Regions from separate parts of the Mus musculus genome. Here all the other regions are linked to region 4. Evidence: chromatin contacts called from public ChIA-PET and HiChIP or PLAC-seq data. All regions are on one chromosome and are shown on one strand. The core of a region is the stretch at or near the end of the contact, and the rest is flanking DNA. Distances in the headings are between cores, read along the strand shown.

The links. ChIA-PET counts read pairs in DNA pulled down with a chosen protein or histone mark. HiChIP or PLAC-seq counts read pairs in DNA pulled down with a chosen protein or histone mark.
Region 1: a contact with region 4 is called in an H3K4me3 HiChIP or PLAC-seq map of neural tube, with 3 times the contacts expected there. The contact joins the promoter of Vangl2 here to the promoter of Alyref2 in region 4. A contact is called at or near these places in 2 of 39 promoter capture datasets (hippocampal neurons and pre-B cells), 2 of 484 Hi-C or Micro-C datasets (embryonic stem cells and reprogramming fibroblasts), 6 of 115 datasets of contacts at active chromatin or transcription factors (bone marrow-derived macrophages, embryonic forebrain, embryonic stem cells and 3 more) and 2 of 9 other capture datasets (liver and macrophages).
Region 2: an H3K27ac HiChIP or PLAC-seq map of microglia shows a contact between it and region 4, with 6 times the contacts expected there. The contact joins the promoter of Fcrla here to the promoter of Alyref2 in region 4. A contact is called at or near these places in 1 of 39 promoter capture datasets (pre-B cells), 1 of 484 Hi-C or Micro-C datasets (B cells) and 1 of 115 datasets of contacts at active chromatin or transcription factors (microglia).
Region 3: a contact with region 4 is called in an RNA polymerase II ChIA-PET map of memory CD8 T cells, with 31 read pairs. The contact joins the promoter of Copa here to the promoter of Alyref2 in region 4. A contact is called at or near these places in 1 of 39 promoter capture datasets (neural stem cells), 2 of 115 datasets of contacts at active chromatin or transcription factors (memory CD8 T cells and microglia) and 1 of 9 other capture datasets (macrophages).

What each region holds. Positions count from the first base shown.
Region 1 is chr1:172,025,747-172,028,891 of GRCm38.p6, reverse strand. It overlaps Vangl2 (VANGL planar cell polarity 2), which reads left to right and starts at 1,597. Exons shown (of 8, transcript NM_033509.4): 1 at 1,597-1,894.
Region 2 is chr1:170,925,985-170,929,034 of GRCm38.p6, reverse strand. It overlaps Fcrla (Fc receptor-like A), which reads left to right and starts at 1,452. Exons shown (of 5, transcript NM_145141.2): 1 at 1,452-1,573. The coding sequence starts at 1,495.
Region 3 is chr1:172,081,128-172,084,246 of GRCm38.p6, reverse strand. It overlaps Copa (coatomer protein complex subunit alpha), which reads right to left and starts at 1,718. Exons shown (of 33, transcript NM_009938.4): 1 at 1,298-1,718. The coding sequence starts at 1,337. Ncstn (nicastrin) reads left to right here and starts at 1,498. Exons shown (of 17, transcript NM_021607.3): 1 at 1,498-1,646; 2 at 2,931-3,035. The coding sequence starts at 1,565.
Region 4 is chr1:171,502,140-171,505,284 of GRCm38.p6, reverse strand. It overlaps Alyref2 (Aly/REF export factor 2), which reads right to left and starts at 1,807. Exons shown (of 1, transcript NM_019484.4): 1 at 535-1,807. The coding sequence starts at 1,628. The coding sequence ends at 972. LOC115487699 (a small nuclear RNA gene) reads left to right here and starts at 2,122; the gene lies at 2,122-2,237.

The DNA.
Region 1 (3,145 bases), core at 348-2,847, 520 kb before region 4:
GGTCTTTCTGTCTCCTTTTACTGTCTTCCACTGTTCTGCTCTTTCCTTGCATTCCTGGTGTGGTTACAGGACCCCCAGAGCAGTCCAGTGCCTGGCACATGACAGACGTAGGTGAAGGAAGGTCATTGTGTTTGCAGAGACTGTGGTACTTGAAACTATGACTGTATTTCATTCACGTCGTCTTAACGCTAAGTTCTTTGCTAATATGCGGGAACAGTGGCTGGAGAGAAACAAGGGTTTGGGCAGAGCTGAAGGGAAGCAGCGTTTGTTTAGCTTCTTCACCTTTGAACAGCCATATGCGGACAAAGACAATCTGTCCTCATTTGGGGACTGGTTCGAATGTATAACAGAGATGTGCCTGAGTTTTAGGGAAGACTCCATTAGAGAAAGGAACAGAGACTGGGAGTCGCCTTCTCTGGGATTTCTTAATCACAGGGTTGGGAGGGGCAGGTATCAGAATTGGAAGGTGGAGATGGTGGGGGTGTGGAAACGTGTTCGAAGATGCTTTTGAAGCGGCACTGTTCTAGGTAAGTGGCAGGTTACAAGGTAAATAGTACTAGCAGCAATGTAATAATGTAATAATACTTTTGCTTTCATTCACTCCGAGGGCAACCTGGCCTTCCCACAGCTACTTTATGGTGGGCTCGTCCCTGTTGGGTTCCTAGGCACTTTAGCAACTCTAACTGGTTTGTTTCTTAGTGTGCTCTGAACTGGAAATGCCCTAAATGTGCCAGATATTTTATTCTAGCCTACATTCCCTGGGTCCTACCTGCAAAGCTAAATTAGCCAAAAGTTTTGGAGTTCCGCATCCACCCGGGTTTTTTTTTTTTTTTCCTCTCTCTCTAGGCTTCCTGGGAGAAGGCCCCCCTCTCCTCTGGTGCCCCAAGTCGCGGGCCCTCGTCTTCTCCCCCTCCCCCTCTCCCCTAGGGCAGGATTCCCTTTGTAATTAATCCCAACACTCAAACCAGAGGGGAGGAAAACGTGTTAATGAGTGAGCGTCCCAGTCTGACTAGGCGGTCTTCGCTCACAGCTAGAACACCGAGTAATTAAATTATTTTTGGAAGAAGGAGGGGTATGGTGTCAGGGAAATACCGTATACATGGGAGAGGGGCCTGTCTCTTGTCACTAATTAATATCAGGGATGACCCTTTTCGCAGTTCTAGGCCGGAGGGGACCAATCTTCCCCACGTCTCAGATTCCACTGGAGTTTGTGAGACCAGGTTTGTGGTTCTAAAGAAGAGAATATGGCCAACATCAGGGCCTAGGGGAAAGGTTTTCAATCGGGGGTCGAAGAAGACAGCTCCAAGAGGGGCTGCGGGCTGGACCAAAGCCAAGAGCCGAGGCAGCTTCGAGCACACCTTCCTGGCCAGGTCTGGAAGCCAGGAGCGGATTCCCAGGATCCAGAGGGCGCAGGGCATGGCCAGGCGCAGGGCTGGGGGTGCCGCGACTCGGGGAAGAGCCGGGCCGCAGACAATGGACGCAGCAGCGGGAGGGGCGGCGGCTGCGGGAACAGCCGGGAGGCGGCACCTGGGAGCTCTCTCCCCGCCCCCTGCCCCCTTCTGGTCCCCTCCCCCTCTGGTCCCCTCCCCCTCCGCCGCCGGCTCCAGATCTGATTCCTGATCCCCGATTGCTTGGTTCTGGGTCCCGCCATGGGAGCCTGAGTGCCCTGCAGTCCCCTCCGGCCCCCTGCCCCCGGGGCCTCGAGGGGGAAACAGGCGAGTGGTCTGGGACGGAGCCGGGGTGAGCGACCTCAGGAGCCCCCCTCGTCAACCCCCATCGCCCGCGCTGCCGGTTCTGGAGCGCGGAGTTCGGAAAGACCGGGTGCGCTGCGGATACAAAGGCGCGGAGCGGAGTGGGGCGTGCGCCCAGTCCACCGGGCTGTTCGCAGTGGCGGGTGAGTGGCGGGCCGCGGGGGCGCGGGCAAAGTTTGCGGAAAAAAAAAAGGAAAGAAAGAAAGAAAGCAACAGAAAAAAGAAGGAAACCATGCAAAAGACCAGGGAGCGCCCGGCCCTGGAGAAAGCAGGATGGCTTCTGGGGGAAGGGGGGCTTGAGGCACCCCCTTCCGGTCTGTCCTCCACTGCACAGCGGAGTAACCCCAACTTTGGGGAGGGGAAGGGGCGTATGGGGAAGGGGCGGAGCCCAGGCCTTAAGAGCCGGGGACTTTCCTGGGCCGGGGGGCCCAGGGCGGGCGCCTGAACGATCCCAAGGGAACCCATTGAAGCCGGGGATTGGGTAGCGTGTGTTGGAGGTGGTGGGAGAGGCCGTGGAAGGATCGGAGGCTGGAGGTATTGGAAGCTGAAGGTATGTAGGGATGCATACACACCTTTGGAGTGTGGGGAGGAAGGGGCAGGTATGTGTTTAGGGGGTAGAGTGGATCCTTGAGAGATGGCCCCGCACAGCAGTGTGTGTGTGTAGCCCAAGGATGGGACTTGCGGCGATACTGGTGAATGTGTGTTGGGGTGTGTGTGGGGAACCAACGACATCATATTTGTCCCTTGTCCTATTTACTCATCGAAGGTCCTAAGCACTGCATTAGTGAGTTTTAAAGGGTTGGTTGGGGGATCAGTATGCATGATTCTTTGTTTTGTGTGTGTATGTGTGTGTGTGTGTGTGTGTGTGTGTGTGTGTGTGTGTGCATATACGCTTTGACGTACTGCGTGTTCCTGCAGGTGGGCCCTGGGTTTGGATGTGTAGATGTTTCTCTCTCTCTCTCTCTCTCTCTCTCTCTCTCTCTCTCTCTCTCTCTCTCTGTGTGTGTGTGAGAGAGAGAGAGAGAGAGAGAGAGCTGACCACACACATCTGCTGTGTATTTGGGTATGTATTTGTGTGTATACTCAAGGGAAGGGGTGTGTGTCTGTGTGTGTATGTGCTGAGAGAGGGGCTTATGGGAAAGAGATGGGCAGGTATTAGAGAAGGTGGGTTTATAAAAGCTGAATGGGTGGTAGGCATATATGGGGTAGGTGTGTATGCACCTGTGTGGTGGGAAGGGGTGTGAGTGTGTGTGTGTGAATCTGTGCTCTTGTGAGTAACCTGTACTGATGGATAGCTGTGGATATGTGCTCGTCTTTGCTAGTGTGTATTTTGAGTGTGTATTGGGGGTACCTCTTGTCTCTGCAGGCAGATTTTCCTGGCAGAAAGCCCACAG
Region 2 (3,050 bases), core at 203-2,702, 580 kb after region 4:
TTGGGTTCTGTGAAGGCTGGTCCAGAGAATGTGGAGGGCATTTATCAAGAGGTTGTAAGAGAACAGGGGAAATTGTTAGTTTTTCAAAAGCTTTTTTTGTCCTGTCTAATAGAAGGTCTGTTGTGCAGTTTAGTGAAAGCCTAATCTAAACACAATTCATTTATTTAACTTGTCTTAGGGCTGTCTCGATTTCTCTTCCTCTTCTGAAGCTGTTGGGTCTTTCTACCACATCAGCTGCAAGACTTACTGCCTCACTGCCTTCCCCCACACCCATATTCAACCAGCTCAGGACTCCCTGGGGCCATCTGCACAAAAACATACACTTCTTACATAATGGAAAAGTTATTCTAACTGCTTACACTAGACATAGAAAACCGTACTCTCCTATGCCCATATGGCCCACCTGCCTATCCTGATCTGTTTTGTCATAACTGACTGGTCATGCAGCCCCACCCCCTCTCTGTCTTTGAGACCCACATTTCTGATGACACTCCTCCCTGTGTGGGACCTGGGTGTGGGTGGTGTGACAAGGGAAAGTAGAAGAGTAGGATCTCCATGCAAGGAGACACAGGGCCCACAACTGAGCAAAGAGTTGGAGTTCGGGACTGTGGCTCCCATAGGTCCACACGGAGGTGAAGAGAGATGACATGGCTTCTATATTCATTGCCCATGTTCCCCAGTCTCTTCCAGGTACTCAAAGACTGGATACTTCCTGTCTCCAAGTCCTCAGAGTCAGTGCTTCGAGCTTTGGCAGGGAACCCAATGGTTGGACTTCTTGCTGGGGTCTCTGGGAATTGATTTTCTTTTTCTTTTTGCTCTTTCCCATGGTTCTAACTCTGCCTTGTATGCAGAGTTCCACAAAGGCTGAACAGCCTGTATCATTCTGCAAGGCTCAACAGTTCTGCAAGCCTGTGTCGTTCTGCAGAAACAAAGCTAAGACACAGGTCAGGAGAAACTTGGGTACAACTTTGAGTGGAGTTTGCTTGGGCAGAGCCAATAGAGACAAATTTGACAGCTACCCTTATCAATCTGTCCTCTCTCTCTCCTGCTGTATTAGAATCACTGGGCACAGGTAAAGAGTGGAGTGGAAGGAGCAGGACACCTCCACATCACATCCTTCACACCCCCGTGGTTTTCTTCCATTAATTTCCGGCCTCCTACCTCCAGCGAGCTGGACTGTTGTGGGGTTGACTTCTCTCTGGTGTAGTCTGAAGACCAACTGAACACCAATCATTTTGAAAAGTCCCCAAGCTCAACAAGAAAAAGAAAAAAATTAACAATTGAGAGCCCTAGCATTTAATCTACACCCTGAGGGATGAAGGATGGCATCAGAAGCAACCTGTGTGAACCTGAGTGACAAGAGCCAATTGGAGACTTGGCCACAGGTGTGTGGAGGCGAGACAGTTAGGTTTATTTCCTCTTTTCTAATTTGAGAGGTTTCATGTTGAAGAAAATCAGTATGTTGGGGTTGCAGGAGGTATAAACCCAGTCACCATGAAGCTGAGCTGCACGCTCACACAGTGGGCCCTTTATGTCTGCCCTGCTGTGCTCCTGGCAACCCAGATGTTACTGGGTAAGTAAAGTGTTTGAATGCTGGTGTGGAGATGAGATACGCCAAATCTTGAGGAAATCCTCAAAGGTAAGAAGAATGGACTAGTTCTGACTTTGCAAAGAATTACTGCTCAGGCGGGACAAGGACAGATAGAAGACAAGTCAGACGTGAAGGACTGAATGGCTCTTTCTAAATATAAAAAGTCTAATAGTTTCCATCCTAAAAGTCCCTTCTGACTATGAAGCCTTTGCCAACTGCAAATCTTAGCTCTTACTTTTCTAATACAACTGTCTTGGAAGGGCAGTGCGGGCTTGCAGGCTCCACCTCCTTCCCTGCTTGCAGCGTGGCCTCCACTGGAGTCTGGATTACGTAGGGTACAGTGACCTCTGCTCTAACCAGGTCCCTGTACACTTTTCGGTTCTTACCGTGATGGGTTTCTTTGTTTTGTCTAGCCCTACTGGCTGCTTATTCTCTCTTGCAGCCTCTGTTTTCCTGACTGTCACTGTCATTTACTCTGTTTACTGCTGGGATGTCCTTTGGTCCTTCAGTAGCTTTTCTTTGCCTTCCATAAACTCCAGTGTGCTCTAAAGTTAAATCTTTTCCCTCCCTCCCTCCCTCCCTCCCTCCCTCCCTCCCTCCCTCCCTCCCTCCCTCCCTCCCTCCCTCCCTCCAGTTTGCATGTATGTGTATGTTTTTTCTGAACAGTTGTATATTTTAGAGCCTCGGGCACATTTCCAGCTCTAATTCTGCTTTTGACCTTCACATTTGAATATTAACCTTTACACAGGCATTTTGACCCATGTGTGTGTGTGTGTGTGTGTGTGTGTGTGTGTGTGTGTGTGTGTGTCCATGTACCTGGTACCAACACAACATGACCAGAGATGAGTTCACACATTCTTGCATCCTCACTTCTTTTCATTTACTTTTTATCTGATCTCAGCTCACTGCACTAGCCCTCTGCTGGAAACCCAACTCTTCCTTTGTCATTCTCTGCATCATCATCATTGACAAATGTCACCTCCTAACTTGCTTTCTCAACCAGTTCCTTCTCTGGACCACTACAAATGTTTTCTTAGGACTGAGCTGGGCAATGGCTTCCTTGCCAACCCTGTCTCAGCCTCGTCTCACAGGATGAATTCTCTCTACATCCGGAGTGACTTCTAAAACTCCAGCTCTTGTTGTGGCACATAAAACCCCAAACCTGGTACCCACTAAACCCCCTCAGCCTCTTTGGCATACCCAAAGCCTTCCCACTTCCACTCTCACAAAACTCAATGAGCCTGCATTTCCATTCACAGCCCAGATTCCTATCTGCCTCCGAGATTTGCTTATATTGTTAGCTCCATCTGAAATGACCTCTGCCATGACTCCCCAGTCCCCTCCCCCTTTACAAGCATCTAAGTATCCTTAAAGACTCCATCTTGAGAGCATCTTCTGAAAGAAGCCTTGTTGGATCCCCAGTGGCTGCCCCTGACACTTTGTTATTGCTGTTATCCAA
Region 3 (3,119 bases), core at 469-2,968, 580 kb before region 4:
TGAGCTGCTGAATGGGGAACCAAACTCATGTCCTCTGAACAGACAGTAAATCTTAATTGGGCCAACTCTTCAGCCCTAGAACCTTTTTTTTTAGAATAGGATCTCAGTGTGTCTCAGTGTAGCTTTGATTGGCCTGCCGCTCGATACGTTGACCAGGCTAGCCTCCAACTCACAGAGATCCACCTGCATCTGGCTCCTGAGTGCTGCAATTAAAGCCACCATGACTGGCACCACACATGATAATTCTTTTCTCTTCTTCTTTTTTTGCCATTTCGAGATAAGGTCTCTCTATGTAACCCTGGTGGTACTAAGAATTCTTACTGGCACCCTTTATAATCAAATTTCCCATGACACTTAGAAACTGCCCAGAATATAGCCTCCATTAAAGAACCTCCAGTTTCTGAATTACTAAGTCTTGCCAGGCACTATTATAAACACAGTTAATGTACTTTCTCATTTTAATTCTCTTTATAAGAAAGTGTTAACTATCCTTATTTTTAAAGATAAGAATATAGAGATTTAGAGATAGTAAGGAGACACCTTAAGGCGGCTTGTTAGTAGACGTTTCAGAATTCCTAAGCAAGTCTGACTGACTCCAATAAACAAATTCTGAACCACTTCACTATAATGCATATCATGAAATAGTCCAGATATATTTTTTATCAGATTTCCATAGACTTAATTTTTCTAATATCGACATTTTCAAAGAGTGTGATCTCAGGCCTTTGTCTTTCAAGACTTATCACCAAAAATTTAGCTGTTTACCTGGTATTCAAATCTAACACAAAGCATCTGTATTTCACCGGACAATCTTACCCAGGCTCGGGACCTGGTGGGGCAGTAGGCCTCCATTCTCTCACTCCAAATAGGCCAAAAATAAATAAATAAATAAATAGTCCAGCGGAAGCACTGGACATGGAAATGGAGCAGACGGGCTACTGGAGTAGCCAGTGACAGAAGCTGAGACTCAAACCCCAGAAACACTCCATACAACCTGGTTATCAGAAAGCATCCAAGTCATAAGGCCTTAAGAACAGAAAGGGCTGGCACACCCCCCCAGAAGAGGTGGCTGGAAGGAGTAGGGAGCCGGCCTAAGGTTAACGAGCCACGACACGATAAGTTCCAGGACATACGAAGCAGCACGGACTGCAGACTACTCCACTAACCCTAAGCCGCTCCCTCGGTTATTCCTCCGGGTTCTTCCAGGAGGCCCGACGCGGTCAGCGAGTCCTGCCTTAGTGACAGCACCACTACCCCCAACACCCAACCTCCGCTGTTCCCGTTTCTTCTCCACTACCTTTGACCCGCGCGCTCTTCGTCTCGAATTTGGTTAGCATCCTTCAGGCCTCGGGCTCCTAGGTCAGGTTAGCGGGTCCCGCCGCTCCCGGTGGCACTCCCAAGGCTTCCACGTCAGCTACTCCCGGGTCGCGGCTCCCGGAAGCTCCTCGGACAAGGACTTCCGGTCTCTGGAGCGCTGGGCCACAGAGACGATGCTAGCGGAAGCCTAGAGAGGCCGCTACGAGTCTGGAAGGGACCTGAGGCTTCCGCCCAGCGGAGAGGCAAGATGGCTACGACTAGGGGCGGCTCTGGGCCTGACCCAGGAAGTCGGGGTCTTCTTCTTCTGTCTTTTTCCGTGGTACTGGCAGGTGAGGTCACCCCACCCCGGAGCTCTGGTCTTTAAGAGGAGCCGTCCGGAACGGCCCATCGCTAGTGCAGGCAATGCCCTTCTGGTTCCGATTGCCCCTCTGTCCCCCGCCCTGGAAATCCTTCTTGTCTTTCGTTCCCATGACATAAGTTCCTCCTTTGCCTGGACCTGCATTTCCTTAGTTCTCTCCAGCCCTTTTCTGGGTTTCCAGCCTGATTCTCTTCAACCTTTCTCGCATGCCTCGTTCTCTGTTTAAAGCCCAGCCACCCCATCAGCCATCAAAAGGGACAGGTGTGAAAAGCTCAGCCCCCTTCCTCCGGTTTAGTATGTTTGAGATCAAAACAGTCTCGTTTCGTGGTCTTTGTGCGACGTTGAAAAAATGAGAGCCCCCGTTTCCTCCTGTTGGTTCTAGCCTAAATTTGTGTTCCTTGTTTTCTTAGCTTACTAAAGTGAGGCTAACGTTAGCTTAGCTGCTTTAAACTGTTAAGAGGGAAGTAATGATTCAAGGAATCTTAGACGTTTAATGTATATGAATATTTTCTTTTTTTCCAATCTAATGTCTATTTAGTGATCTTTAAATTATGAAGTACAATCAGTAACACACCTGTAATTATTTATAGTGTGTTCAACTAAGAGTTAAGCAAAGATATATATATATATCTTTCTAGGTAAGCCCTGAAATGCAGCCATTTCCTTGTATAGCCATGACTCCGTCTTTCTCAACATTCACATTGCTTTTGATTAGCTTCAAGGGAGGAACTGTAGCTGTCCCATACTCTAGGTGTGTGGGCAAATGGTCTGATATTTCATTAACTGACCAGGTGTGTGGCATAACGTTTCTTCTCCTAGGTCTGTTCAGATTCTTAGGTGGTTTTTGTTGTTAGTGCTTTTCTTTGTTTGGTTTTGGCAATCTATATTCTTAGACCAGAGCTCTTTTGATAACTAATTAGTAATGTACAGGCAAGCTAAAAGAAGCAGACTTGTTTAGCCCTGAAACTTGACGCCGGCACATCTGAAGTCAAAGACTTTTGACAATCACCTTTTAGCTTTATAATTAATCGATCATCATGGAGTCTAATAACTTTCTAAAATACACAGCTAGGTCCTCTTTACAATACTTATGTTCCAATAATGTGGCCAAGAAGTGAAAAGAATGATCATTAATCTTGTGTTAGACAGTATGATCGTGAATGCTTTACTGAAACCATGAATCGAGCTGATGATGATAGAGGCTAATACCAAATTATCTTTCACTTTTTCCTAATACTGTTTATCTTCTGATCAGGATTGTGTGGGGGAAACTCAGTGGAGAGGAAAATCTACATTCCCTTAAATAAAACAGCTCCTTGTGTCCGCCTGCTCAACGCCACTCATCAGATTGGCTGCCAGTGTAAGTTGGAATTGGAATTTGTATTTGTGGTCATTAATAATTCAGTTTGTATCCTGGATACTCAGAAATACTCATATCCTGCTT
Region 4 (3,145 bases), core at 558-3,057:
GCCTGGTCTACAAAGTGAGTTCCAGGACAGCCAGGGCTACACAGAGAAACCCTGTCTCGGAAAAAAATAAAATAAAATAATAATAATAAGATTTGGAAAATTAAAGATACAACGGGAGGAGTGGGAAGTGAGCTTGATCATGGTACACAGTGTGAAAGTCCCAAATAATTCACAAAAATATTATGTTAAAAAAAAAGAAAGTTGGTGTTTGTTTTTTGTTTTGTTGTTGTTTGGGGGGGCAGGGTTTTGGGGAGAGGGGCTTGAAACAAGGTTTCTCTGTGGAGCCTGTATATCCTAGAAGCTAGTATTAAAGGCATGAGCCGCCGCCACCACCACCACCCCTGCCTTTGATTTTATTTTAGATTAGTCATATCTCACTAAAACTCCTGTCTCAGCCTTACCAACGCTGAGAGGTCAGGTAGGTACCACCCCTACCAGACAGAAAAGACTTTCCATGTAATTAAACCCACCGCCTTCCTTGCTCATGGTGAGTAGGCATTCTGCCACTGAGCTGCATCAAAGGCAAGGTTTTTTCAATTCTTGTTTTATTCTTACATGATGGAGCTGAGAATGAAACCCACTTCTTCATGCATGCTAGTCAGTCATGTGTTCTGTCCATAAAAGTCATATTGTAATTTGTAATTTTTCTTTTTCTTTTTTAATTTTTCCAGTTCTACACACATTTCTATTTTATTATGACAAAGGTGAAAATGCCACCTTCTCCACAACAGCACCCAGGAAAACTTATCCCAAAAAATAACTCAGTACAAAACAGGTCTGTTTCAGAATTTAAAAAAAAAAAAAAAAAAAAACTTTACATGAGTTTTTAGATCCTATTTTAAAACAGGAAGTAAAAAGAAACAAAAAACCAAATTCACCATTGTCTGCACAGTCCAGTTGCCTACCCTCCCTCTAAGGCATCACAGACGAGGCGTCTGGGTCCCGGTTCTTGTGCGGATTTGTTCGGTTGTTTAGCTGGTGTCCCTCCTTGCATTGTAAGCATCCAGCTGTGCGTCCAACTCCTCTGCAGAAAGCTGCTGCTGCTTTGAGTTCCTGCCAGTGCCTCTACCCCTTCCCTGGCTGCCGCGGCCACCAAAGCCTCCAGAGCCACGGCTCCTTGTCATGCCGCCTCTGTTTCCGCTTTGTGCAGGTCTTCGCTGTGGATCGATCTGTGACGTGACAAGCTGGATGTCCATAGGGCGGCCATCCAAAGGGACGCCCTTGTACTGCTTCATAGCCTTCAGGGCATCTGCCCTCCGTTCAAAGTGTACATCCGCCGTCCCTAAACTTCGTCCAGAGCGATCGTAGTCCACAGCGGCTTTTTTCAACGTTCCAAATTCAGCAAAGAGTTCCTGAATGTCAGCATCTGACACCCCGAAGTCCAGGTTTGACACGAGCAGCTTGGCACCGGTCTCCACGCCTTCCCCACCCCCGCAGCCGCTGTCGAATAGGTCGTGCTGCCACTTGTCCGGAAGTGGTTTCGGTCTACTGTACGGTGCCGGCCGGTTCCTGCCGCCGCGGGCGATGGCGGGCCGGTTCCTCCTAGGCCCGCCGCCTCGATTCACCCGGCGCTGGTTACGGTTCAGCTTAATGATGTCGTCCAAAGACATGTCCATCTTGTCGGCCATGGCGGGCGCGGATCCGGGCCTGACTGGCCCGGCCCTCGCGGTGCAGACCAGAAAGTACTCAAATTCAATGATTCCCCCGCCTTGACTCCGCCTCTCCGACCGGTGCTGGAATCACAAGCGCACCAAAATCACACTTGGAAATTGGAAGTCTGTGCGCTTGTGAATCTGGCTTTCGCTCTGACCCCTGGTGGCCGCCCAGCGCCTAGAGACATCTGGGACAAATTCGAGGCACTTCCGGAAACCGAGCGGGCCACGCGGCTTCTCCGCGATATTTGCATACCCACAATGCAGTGCACACAGATGGTTGTATAATTTAAAAGGGTAGCGTGTTGTTTTCGTTGTTCTGTTTTATTCCTTTTATTCCTTAATGTGATAGAACCTTCAAAGATTTATCTGATATAATAAAGTAGTCAGTGTCTTTAGGAGTAAATAGTCACCATTAGTTGTCTAGGAAATACAGTCGGCCGAGAACTGTACACTAGGACAGCTGGGTATACTCTGGTTTCTCTTCAGATCGTATAAATCTTTCGCCTTTTACTAAAGATTTCCGTGGAGAGGAACAATTCTGAGTCTTACACTAATTTTTTGAGGCCTTGCTTTAGCAAGGCTATTAATAATGTTTAAAGTTAGAATTAACAGTCTTTATTGTGTGCTCTATGTATTTTTTTGTCTTCAGTGTTAACCAAAGTTAGAATTAACAGTCTTTATTGTGTGCTCTATGTATTTTCTTGTCTTCAGTGTTAACCACTGTAAGGTAAAAATGGCTTGAGCTTAGGCTAAAGAGACAGCTCATTGGTTAAAAGGGCTCAGTCGCATGGCGTTGTGTCTCATAACCGATAAAGTAAATAAGCCTTTAAAAGCAAATACTAAGTTTTTGTGGGAAGTCTGTAGACATGTTATTTATTAAGCTGTTTTTTATCTAGCTGCGTTATGTTGTGGTCTCAGTGAACATATGTATAAACCATTATTTTTAATATTTTATTTAAGTGCAAGGTGGTTATGGACTTAAGGCACGTACAATTTTCTAGCAAGATGGCTAACCCAGCTCTGTAGCTGAGGAAGAACTAGCGCCCCCTTCTGACTTCCATCAGTGCCAAGCAACGCTCAGATACGCAGGCAAAATATTCATACAAATAAAGGCAGATACATTCTAAAAAATAAATGCAGCCACTCGAGCAGAAGGGACAGGTTACCCTCAGAGCTGTGGGAGGGGCTAGACTATGATGCAATTCCCCATCTCCCCCCAGTCCCTCCCCCCCCAAAAAAATGAAAACTACTCTCCCACCCAAGACCTTTCCCTTAAGGACAGAGACTGTCCCTTTGAAATACCTCAGTCTCCTTATAGCTAAAATACCTCAGTAATAAGAACAGGTAACAAGGGGGCTGGAGAGATGGCTCAGTGGTTAAGAGCACCGACTGCTCTTCCGAAGGTCCGAAGTTCAAATCAGCAACCACATGGTGGCTCACAACCATCCGTAATGAGATCTGACTCCCTCTTCTGGTGTGTCTGAAGACAG